2 separate regions of the Danio rerio genome follow, and region 1 is linked to region 2. Evidence: chromatin contacts called from public HiCAR-type data. All regions are on one chromosome and are shown on one strand. The core of a region is the stretch at or near the end of the contact, and the rest is flanking DNA. Distances in the headings are between cores, read along the strand shown.

What was found. HiCAR-type assays count read pairs that join an accessible place to other places.
Region 1: a contact with region 2 is called in a HiCAR-type map of caudal fin, with 4 times the contacts expected there. The contact joins the promoter of scoca here to the promoter of vwa10.2 in region 2. A contact is called at or near these places in 2 of 4 datasets of contacts at active chromatin or transcription factors (caudal fin and embryo).

Annotation. Positions count from the first base shown.
Region 1 is chr1:43,661,763-43,666,237 of GRCz12tu, forward strand. It overlaps scoca (short coiled-coil protein a), which reads left to right and starts at 2,373. Exons shown (of 4, transcript NM_001077559.1): 1 at 2,373-2,559. The coding sequence starts at 2,496.
Region 2 is chr1:43,406,291-43,411,052 of GRCz12tu, forward strand. It overlaps vwa10.2 (von Willebrand factor A domain containing 10, tandem duplicate 2), which reads left to right and starts at 2,724. Exons shown (of 16, transcript XM_680202.10): 1 at 2,724-3,127; 2 at 3,316-3,532. The coding sequence starts at 3,335. vwa10.1 (von Willebrand factor A domain containing 10, tandem duplicate 1) reads left to right here. Exons shown (of 16, transcript XM_073952944.1): 16 at 1,929-2,678. The coding sequence ends at 2,306.

The sequences.
Region 1 (4,475 bases), core at 1,123-3,622, 260 kb after region 2:
ACATGCTTACAAAGAAGACTTCATCTGCAGTTTGTTAAAGGAAGGATCCGTAAAGAGTGCTGATGAACTATATCAGAACATGGATCGGTTTCTTCCTCCATTTCACAAGTGTAAGTACGCGTGATTAAAGTTGTTGCCTCACTTACTCTAGCTTGCAAATGTATTTAGATGTGATTTGCCACTTGTAACTGCGCGTACTGTATCAGGTTAACTCTTTATATTCTCATATCGCGTGTAAAGCCACGTTGAAAACTTGCCGCGTGCCGCTTTGCTTACGGACCTCCTCCAAGGAGGGTAATGTGTCTGTGTGTGTGTGAAAAGAGCAGGTGGAGTGTGACAAGCTAGGAGATCTCCTTGCCAGTTCTTGGAGTTTTTGCTAAATAAAATAGTTAGTCGTCTGTATTTTCAAGTCCATTGTCTCTATTTACATTCATCCCCTGGCAGCTAAACTCCACGCCTTACACTATGAAGCATGTATGCACTGTGACCGCTTTTATATTGTTGATTAGCTGCAGGGCATTTCACTCTGTCTCGCGCTGAAGGCAGTCAGTGTCGACCACTCGCAGCAGGCTGTCATCAGTTCAATCAGCGCAGATTAGCTTTGCGCTAAGGAGGGGTTTGGGAACAAATGAATCACTGAACGATTCATATGGGAGTCGCTGGGATAATTAGGTAAAAATAAATGCAGATTATAAGACCATAAAAGTGTTTTTGACCTTGCATGCATATTAGACTTTTGTTGGAGACCCTTAAAACCAAAATATGACCCTATTTCATGTATAATAGGGGCTCTTTATATTTCTCTCGCTCGTGCCATTCATGCCTGCTGTTCTCTTCTAAATCCACCAGAGGCTGCTGTCGACTAACTGTCTTACTGACTGACTGGCCACATAATTTGCGATCTCTCAGAGATTTCCAGAATGAGCCTATGTTCGAATTACCATGTAGGTTAAGACCAGGGGTTGGATCTTGTTGGGGTGGGCAAACAACATAACTCCGGGGCCCCTGCAGCGCGTGTGTTACCCCATTGGAATCCTGCACCACCCAACCGACTACAAGCTGGGACTGAACCGACGACCTTCTGCATGGGAGTCAGTTGCTCTAACATGGCCATGGCGTCTAGCGTCTGTCGCTAGAGCACCTTCAAGAGGTCAGAGGAGTGAGGTTTACCTGCACAGCACTTCACTATAAGCCCTGTATACTTGTATGTAATAAACTTCAAAACAATGCAAATCTAAAGCAGGTTGCACACCAAAAGCGCCGCTCGGCGGCCAGCGCCATGCATTTTAGAATTCTAAACATAGGATTCTATCAGGATACACACACCGGCGCCGCAAGTCGCTGGCTGTCGGCGGCGCCCGGCCATGGCTCAGGACGCAGTTCATTTTTCAGCCGCGCCACAGAGCGCCATCTGATTAGTTTCATGTTAAATATCATTCGAATGTGCGCGTCTGGTGTGCTGTACTTTAAACTGTCATGTGCGCGCTGTGTCGCGGTGCCGAGCGGCGCTTCTGGTGTGCGACCCGCTTAAGTTTGCTTCACACGTGTGAGTGAGCTGAACAAACCACTTGTTGGACACACAGGTGGTGTCTTGCTCACTATTAGTAATTGCCTACTACTAAAGCTTGAATTGACTATAAGATTGTTAGAAAAATGCGCTCAATATAGCATTAATGTGAGTAATATGAATCGAACACAGACTTACTACATCCACCATTTGTCATTCTCACATGACCAACCCCATGAGTTGCGTCAGTTCACTCCCATGGGATAGTGTAGCATCCATTGTATGCATTTCAGAATCTCGCCGGAAGCCATAGGTCATCCAGGTACTGGGTATCCAGGTAGGTCATTACCAGTTTTTTTTTTTCGAATACTAAAAATTTGGACATGGCCTACTCAGCTCGCATACTGTTTTTAATATACTAGTATGGAAGTATACAATTTTAGATGCAAATTCTTTTCGTTTTATGTTCACATAATGAAAAGGAAGCAAAAGCACACAAAAATCCATTATGATGCTAGTAACATAGAACCCACCTGTGTGATTTATTAATTAAATGTAAAAACGGCTTGCCATATTGCCATGTAAAACGTACTAAAGTTTTGTTCTTAAGAGGACATCGGATGCTTCCTTTAGATAATGTGTCGCTAAAGGCCGAATTAAATGAGACCAACCGCGAGTTTGAAGGAGTGTGAAAGCGGGGGTCTTTCTCTGTAATTTGAGAAAGTAAAGCAGTGAACTTTGGATCTCTCAGCAGGCGTCGCCCTCTGCTCTGCACCACCATTGTCACCTGAGTTGCCATACAGGTCCGGCTGGTAACCGTGGTGATGGTGAATAATTGAGAGGGTACGGCCGGGCAAACACACACACACACACACCGCTTCATGAGAGGAAAGACCGATTTTTTAACAGATATTTCTTCACTGTTTTATCATGTTGGGTTGTTGTTGCTAACTGCACGTACACACACATATCTGAGCACACGTCGGTCATGGAGGGCGACGTGGATGAAGATGATGGGACTTTTACTAACATCTCACTGGCTGATGATTCAGGTAAGACTCGTGATTAAGTTAATTTGTTTAAAAGCTGATCGGAAATCAGTTTTATGACAGTTTTAGGAACCGAGTAAGTGATGTAGTTACTGCAACCACACAGGTTTTTAAGTTGGCTACTTTGAACGAACAGTTAAAATAATAAGTTGCACACATTGTGTACATAAGGTTTGTTTTGCACTTAATGTGTACACTGTTTTTACACAACTGGGTAAAAGTCTAGAATTATTGACCATTTTAATTAATTTAATTCTTAATTCTTATGCTCTCCAATGAAAAACTGGGCTGTGGACAGCTGATAGTTTGACAGAGAACTCAGTTCATATAAAGCAGGGGTGCCCAAACTTTTTCCTGTAAAAGGCCAAAAACCAAACTTCTTTGAGGTCTGTGGGCCGTATATATACCAAACATTATTACATTAAATTTGCCAAGGGGAATTTCCTCATTTATTCTGTAGTGTTACAAAATAGAGAAAACTTTGCTTTAAATCATATTTAATATCTAATGCAGTATAATTTTTAACATTTAGTAATAAAATTATTACAGTAAAAACATAAACAATTCCATTTATAACACAATAAAGTTCGATGCTGAATAAACTAGTCAAGTGGCACCCGACTTTACCTTATTATACTTGAAATACAGGGGCAGATTAAACCAATAAGCAAGGTAGGTGGCCGCTTGTGGCCACAGGACATCTGGGGGCCCCTAATAAATATTTAGATGTATAAATTATACTTATAAACTATACATAACACTGTTTTCTATCATATTTTGTAGAGTGAAAGTCAAACAAATAAAATTTTATGTAATTAAATATGGGCGACACAGTGGCGCCATAGGTAGTGCTGTCGCTGGTTCGAGAATATATCAGTGAATATTGATTTAATATCTTGTTTTTAAAGGTCGTGAAATGAGAAACCGACTTAATTCACAGCAGTGGAAAACATATAAACTATTCATTCATTCATTTTCTTTTCGCCTTAGTCCTTTTAGTAATCAGCGGAATGAACCGCTAACTTATCCAGCACGTTTTTACGCAGCGGATGCCTTTCCAGCACGCAACCCATCTCCGGGAAACGTCGACACACACTCACTCACACTCACACACTTCGGAAAATTTAGCCAACCAAATTAACCTGTAACGTTTGTTTTTGGACTGTGGGGGAAACCGAACCACCCGGAGGAAACCCACCCGAACGCAGGGAGAACATGCCAACTCCACACAGAAACGGCAACTTATCCAACCAAGGCTTGAACCAGAGACCTTCTTGCTGTGAGGCGACAGCACTACCTACTGCGCCCCTGCGTTGCCCCATATAAACTATAATCTTAATAATTTGTCCCCTTCATAGTGCATGATTCCACTTACAGCAAGTAGTCATTATGTGTACAAGTGACAGATTTTATCTTTAGCATGTAGGGACAAGACATTTCAGATTCTGGAGAGCATTTGATTAGACAGAAGATCTTAAGAGAAGCTAAGGTGCAGATTGATGTCATCAAAACAGTTGATTCATATTGGTGGGAGTGAGAAACAGTAAGCTGGAATGAATATTTTCTAAATGCTAACATTAAGGCTAAATGCTAAGGCTAACATTTAGATGCTAAAAGCAAAAAAAATCATCAGAATAACACAGAATTTAATATTTCTGACATAAGTAGGCAAACAGAGTGGTTAAAGACATATAAAGCAGACCTGAACGTATAACCACTTGTTTTTAAAAAGCGGTGTAAGGAGTACAGTATATTCCCATGGCAGTTGAAGTCAGCACAATAACTCAAGCGCCTAAATGTTGTAGCGCTGTGCAGCATGTGGTTTTCTTGTCCAAATACAGGAATGAATGGAGAGGCGTTGTGTCAACACATGTCAGAAAGCTCACTTGCCATAAGAGGCAGTAAGTGTGTACAGTATA
Region 2 (4,762 bases), core at 1,474-3,973:
TTATGAGAATAAAAGCCTTTGAATATTTTTCCAGGCACATTTAGCTGCTAGAAGTTAGTCAGATCACGTTTATATGTTCTTCTTAATGCCAACTGTGTAAATAATCATCGATGAGATGCTTATGATAAGCCGTTGTTTGTTTACCTTCAAGCTTTGCGTGTGCCTGTGAAGTGAAACAGCCTGTGAGCGCCTGCACACGCACATATTCACAATATTGATCATCCACAGAGTTTGTAATTTAGTAAAATGTTTACAAATACAAGCGCAGCCGTTTAAAGCTCATTTGTGGTGAATGATGTCAGAATTTACCGGTATTTTGGAATGGATGTGTGAATGCTCTTTTCCGGAAAATTTCCGTAACGTCCTCGCCTGTGTGAACAGCGCTTTTTTGAATATACCGGTAAAGTCGTTCCGGAAATTTTCCAGATATTTACTGGTATCACTGTGTGAAAGGGGCTTTTAATATTAGGTCAGATTAAGGTCGTGATGTCAGGTGACCAAAATTCAATGTCTAGTCAGTGTCTAAGAACATTATTATTTTGATTTTCAATAACAACATCAAATGGCGCTAATATTTGGTGGATTTTAGGTTGTGTTAGAAAGCGACCAAAATTCAACGTTGAGCCAACATCCTAAACCAATGTCATATTTATGTCACATACTGACATTTAATCGTCAGGTATGGCAACCAAAATATAACGTCTGATCAATGTTTTCCACACATCGTCAGCTTTAACATCAAGGATGATTTATAGTCGCTTACATATGCTTTGGCCATGACGCGCAACCTCTCAAAAAATGTAACTATACGTCGCAATGAAGAATAGCGCAAGCTCTGTTATTGGTCGGCTTGGTAGTGGTGACAAGCGTTGGCATTGCTGCGAGAGTTTACCAGTTTTGAGTCACGTGAAGCAGCTCCAGATGTAAACTTTGATTTTTTCGGTTCCCGCCTCTGAATGAGCAAGTTTGAGCTACTTTTAGCATTCAGAAAAAAAAAAAACACCAGCAAAGAACCTCGACACAGAGGAATTTAAAAACCTACTGCCAACTAGCATTTCGGAAGTGTTACTGCAGAGGAACACAAACAAAGCGCAGAAATGTGACTGCACGGCTACGTGCAAAGCAGACGATTATGCCGATTCCTTGATGCAGAAGTATAAATCAGCCTTAAGACGTTGATATTTAGTTGTATTAAGGTTGCACTGGAAAGTGACTGAAATCTTCGGACACTGACATTTGTCTAATGTTGGGTTCTGACATCAACCCGATTTTTATTTCCACCTGAACTGCAACGTTCCACAACATTGGGGTACAACGTCAATCTGACATCATGTTGATAAAGTTAGGTAGAGTGTTTTTTGAGATAGAGTAAAGAGTGTTTCTACAGGTGGTTTTTCAAGCCCACTCACCTGTGTGAAGCGTTCTTCATAAATTCTTTGTAAGAACGTGTCTGGTTCAAATGGGCAAATCTGGTGCAAGTGTCGGGTAAAGTGTCAGAGGGATGAAAGAACGTGTTTTCTACAGGTGGTTTGTCAAGCCCACTCACCTGTGTGAGGCACACTTAGTTTGGGTTGTCATGTGGTGAGGTGAGAGAGAGGAGGTCCTAGTTGTGTTCAAAGACCTTCAGGTGATCTTCGAAGAGATGGGGTTTTTGTTGTTGTTTGAATGATAGTGAATCCGCAGTCCATGTGAACACTTCAAACTATTAAAAATGTCTATAAAATAATCTTTTTTCGAACTTTTCAACATCAAACTGTGTTGTCGGAAAGATCAAGGTACCAAATTACAATTTAAAAGCATAAATAAATGGGGAAAATGACAAAATATGGAAATATTTGTACTTTATGCCTTTAGTTGTTCATCATAGTTAAAAAACACAACGAGTTAGATAATTAACATAGAATTATCATATCTATACCTCCACACAGGCCCAATCACAGAATGTCACACAGCCCGGAGTACCACTGAATATCAGCTTTACAGTGGCCGCCAATGCTACAGGTGGAAACTACATAATCCGAGCTCGGACCAACCAGGGCTTCAGTGTGTCTGTCTCCAGCTCTCTGCTAGTTGCAGCGGGAGGAAGCGCTCAAGGAAACATCACACTGATCACACCATCTGACACAGAGTCAGGGACAGACGTCACACTCACCATTGAAGCAGAAGCTCCAGGATCCACTGACCTGAATTACGCCACGCTGAGACTCACCGTCTCCACAGCCAGTGCTGTTTTCAGTGGACATTACTCGCTTTCTATCTGTCTTTCCGTTTTCTGCTTTTTCATTTCCTATGTTATTGGACTCTAAATTAAATTCAGCCTAACCAGTAATGTACACTCATATCTTGTTTTGAGTTATCAGTTGTGTGCTCAGTATACACAGTATATATCGAAGGAAAAAAAGGTTACTGTAAATATTGCACCTTCACTTTCTGTATTGTATGAGCAGGTGTGTTTGGGGTTAGTTTTGTCGGTTAGTCTGATTTTCTTTGCAAGTTTATTAAAGACAAAGTTCACTTAAGGGGCATCTGAAATTGTGTAAGCTAATATCACCTTGTTCTTTCTTCTTATTCAGCCCGTTCTTTTGCTCTGAGGTTTCTCTTCTGTTGGTTATACTGTAAGTTTTAAGTCTTAAGACAGTTTTGGAGCACTGAATCAATAAAATTACCTGTACACTTGTGATCTCGATCTACCACTTATATATAGCTAAAACATACCAAGAAACATGCTATAAATGCATTCAGGCATGTTTATGAATTAGACATGAGACTTTTTTTTTTTCAAGAATTTTGGCTGCATATCAGGTGCAGGTATTTGATACCATCTTTAGCTGTTAATTAGTGTTGAAAAGGAAAAAAGAGACTAGTTAAATCCAGTTGAGCAAATCACTATCAAACAATAGGTGTACACCCTACAGTTTGACACACCCAAAATAGTAAGGAAGTACTCATTTATAATGTCATTCTTTCTGAGTCACACGCACATCTAAGGATAATCATTTTATGTAATCCCTAATTTACATAACAAAATAAGGTGTAAAACTGGCATTCGGGGCATGTGCTAAAGGGTATAAATATACAGACAGAATCTGTGCATCAGTTTCAGAGCACACAGAAAATCTGCAACAAGGTAATCAGGAAATTCGCTAATTCGGCTGTTTTTGTGTATGACATTTGCGGTGACTGTGTTCTGTAATGTTTTGTGTGTAAATTAAATAGCCTAATTCAACTGTTTAAAAGTTAATTGTTCATATTTTTTGTTTGTTTCATAAAGAATTTCTTTAGGCTGTTTAATTTTATAACTGCATTTTTCCATAGCACCTACAGTTGTGGAAAGATGGTTGCAGGGCTTGCTGTGGCTATTTTTCTCTTCTGGGGGATCGGGTTCAATCTTAATGAGGTGGCAGGATTCAAACCTCTGTTTTCTGCGGGCTCCTTCACTCATCGAGACATCACTCAGTTCGCCATGCTCCGCAAGACTGCAGAAGTGTGCCGGGACATCGCCATTGCCCAGGGGCGAGACTTCACACTGCCTGTAAGAAAAATTCATGGCCATGAACCAAACAATGATAATTATATGGTAGTAATTAGCCATTCAGATTTGTCAGAAAGAGTAAAAAACAAGGTGTGATTAGCATTACTTGTAGGTGCACTTTTTGAAAATAGTTTAACAACATAACAGTCATACCTCAAATGTCTTTTAAACCTGCTGGATATTTATAAATATAATAATAATAATAACAGTTAGGCTGCACACAGACTTGATTTAAACCAGAAAAAGAATGCTGACAATAGTCCCTTTATAAACTACAATAGACTAACTGCTGTTATTCTAATAATGTTACTCGACTTGACAGAGAAAGAAAGTCTGTCAGAAAAGTCAGGTGGCAGGGAATTCGTTTACAGCAGGTCTGGAATGACCTTGATGTTTGTTTTGTAGTTACATCATGACCACTGTGTAAACACAAAACAGGCTATGGTTTCCTTGCAACATGATTCATCAATTGTAAAATAAAATAAAATTCAGAACGCTAGGATTTCGAGACAAAAATAAGTTTAAATACTGTACCTACGTTTAAATACAGGAATCTGCGCAAAGCTTTACACAGCGTGAGCTTCAGCGCATGCATAGAATCTCAAGTTGTGGAGGCTGTTTTAGAATAACATTTTTAATATGAGATTTAAAATGTATTTTAATTACTTCTGCTGACCAGGGTTGCGTTTCCCAAAACCATCGCTAGCCATCTAAAGTCGCTGCAACCACAACGTCAAGCTGTCACATCATCAGATGTTGATATTCGGTTGGCTTTAAGTTGGACATTGGACAATGACGTCAGCCTGACATTGAGTTGTGACATCAACCCGATTTTCATTTCCAAACAAAATGCAACGTCCCCATGACGTTGTGGTATAACTTCAATCTAACGTCACGTTGACGTCTTGTGCCTGCTGGTTGTTTAAGGCCATTTCGGTCGTCCAGTAAACATTTGTCATCTTCTCATCAGTGACATGCATCTAAACAGTCTCTGGGTCAATGCATGTAAAGATTTTGGACTATTATATTACTATTTGGACTGTAACTATTATATTTGCTGCTATTATAAATTGCCCATAATGAGGTGGTTCATCATGATGTGATTTACCTTCTATGTGCGATTTGATTGGACAGGAATCACAGGACTTATTTTTCTAATCCCCATAGACAAGAAATAAAGAAGTGACTGCAAGTTGAAGGGAAGTAAAATAACCGATACAGCACTAAAAA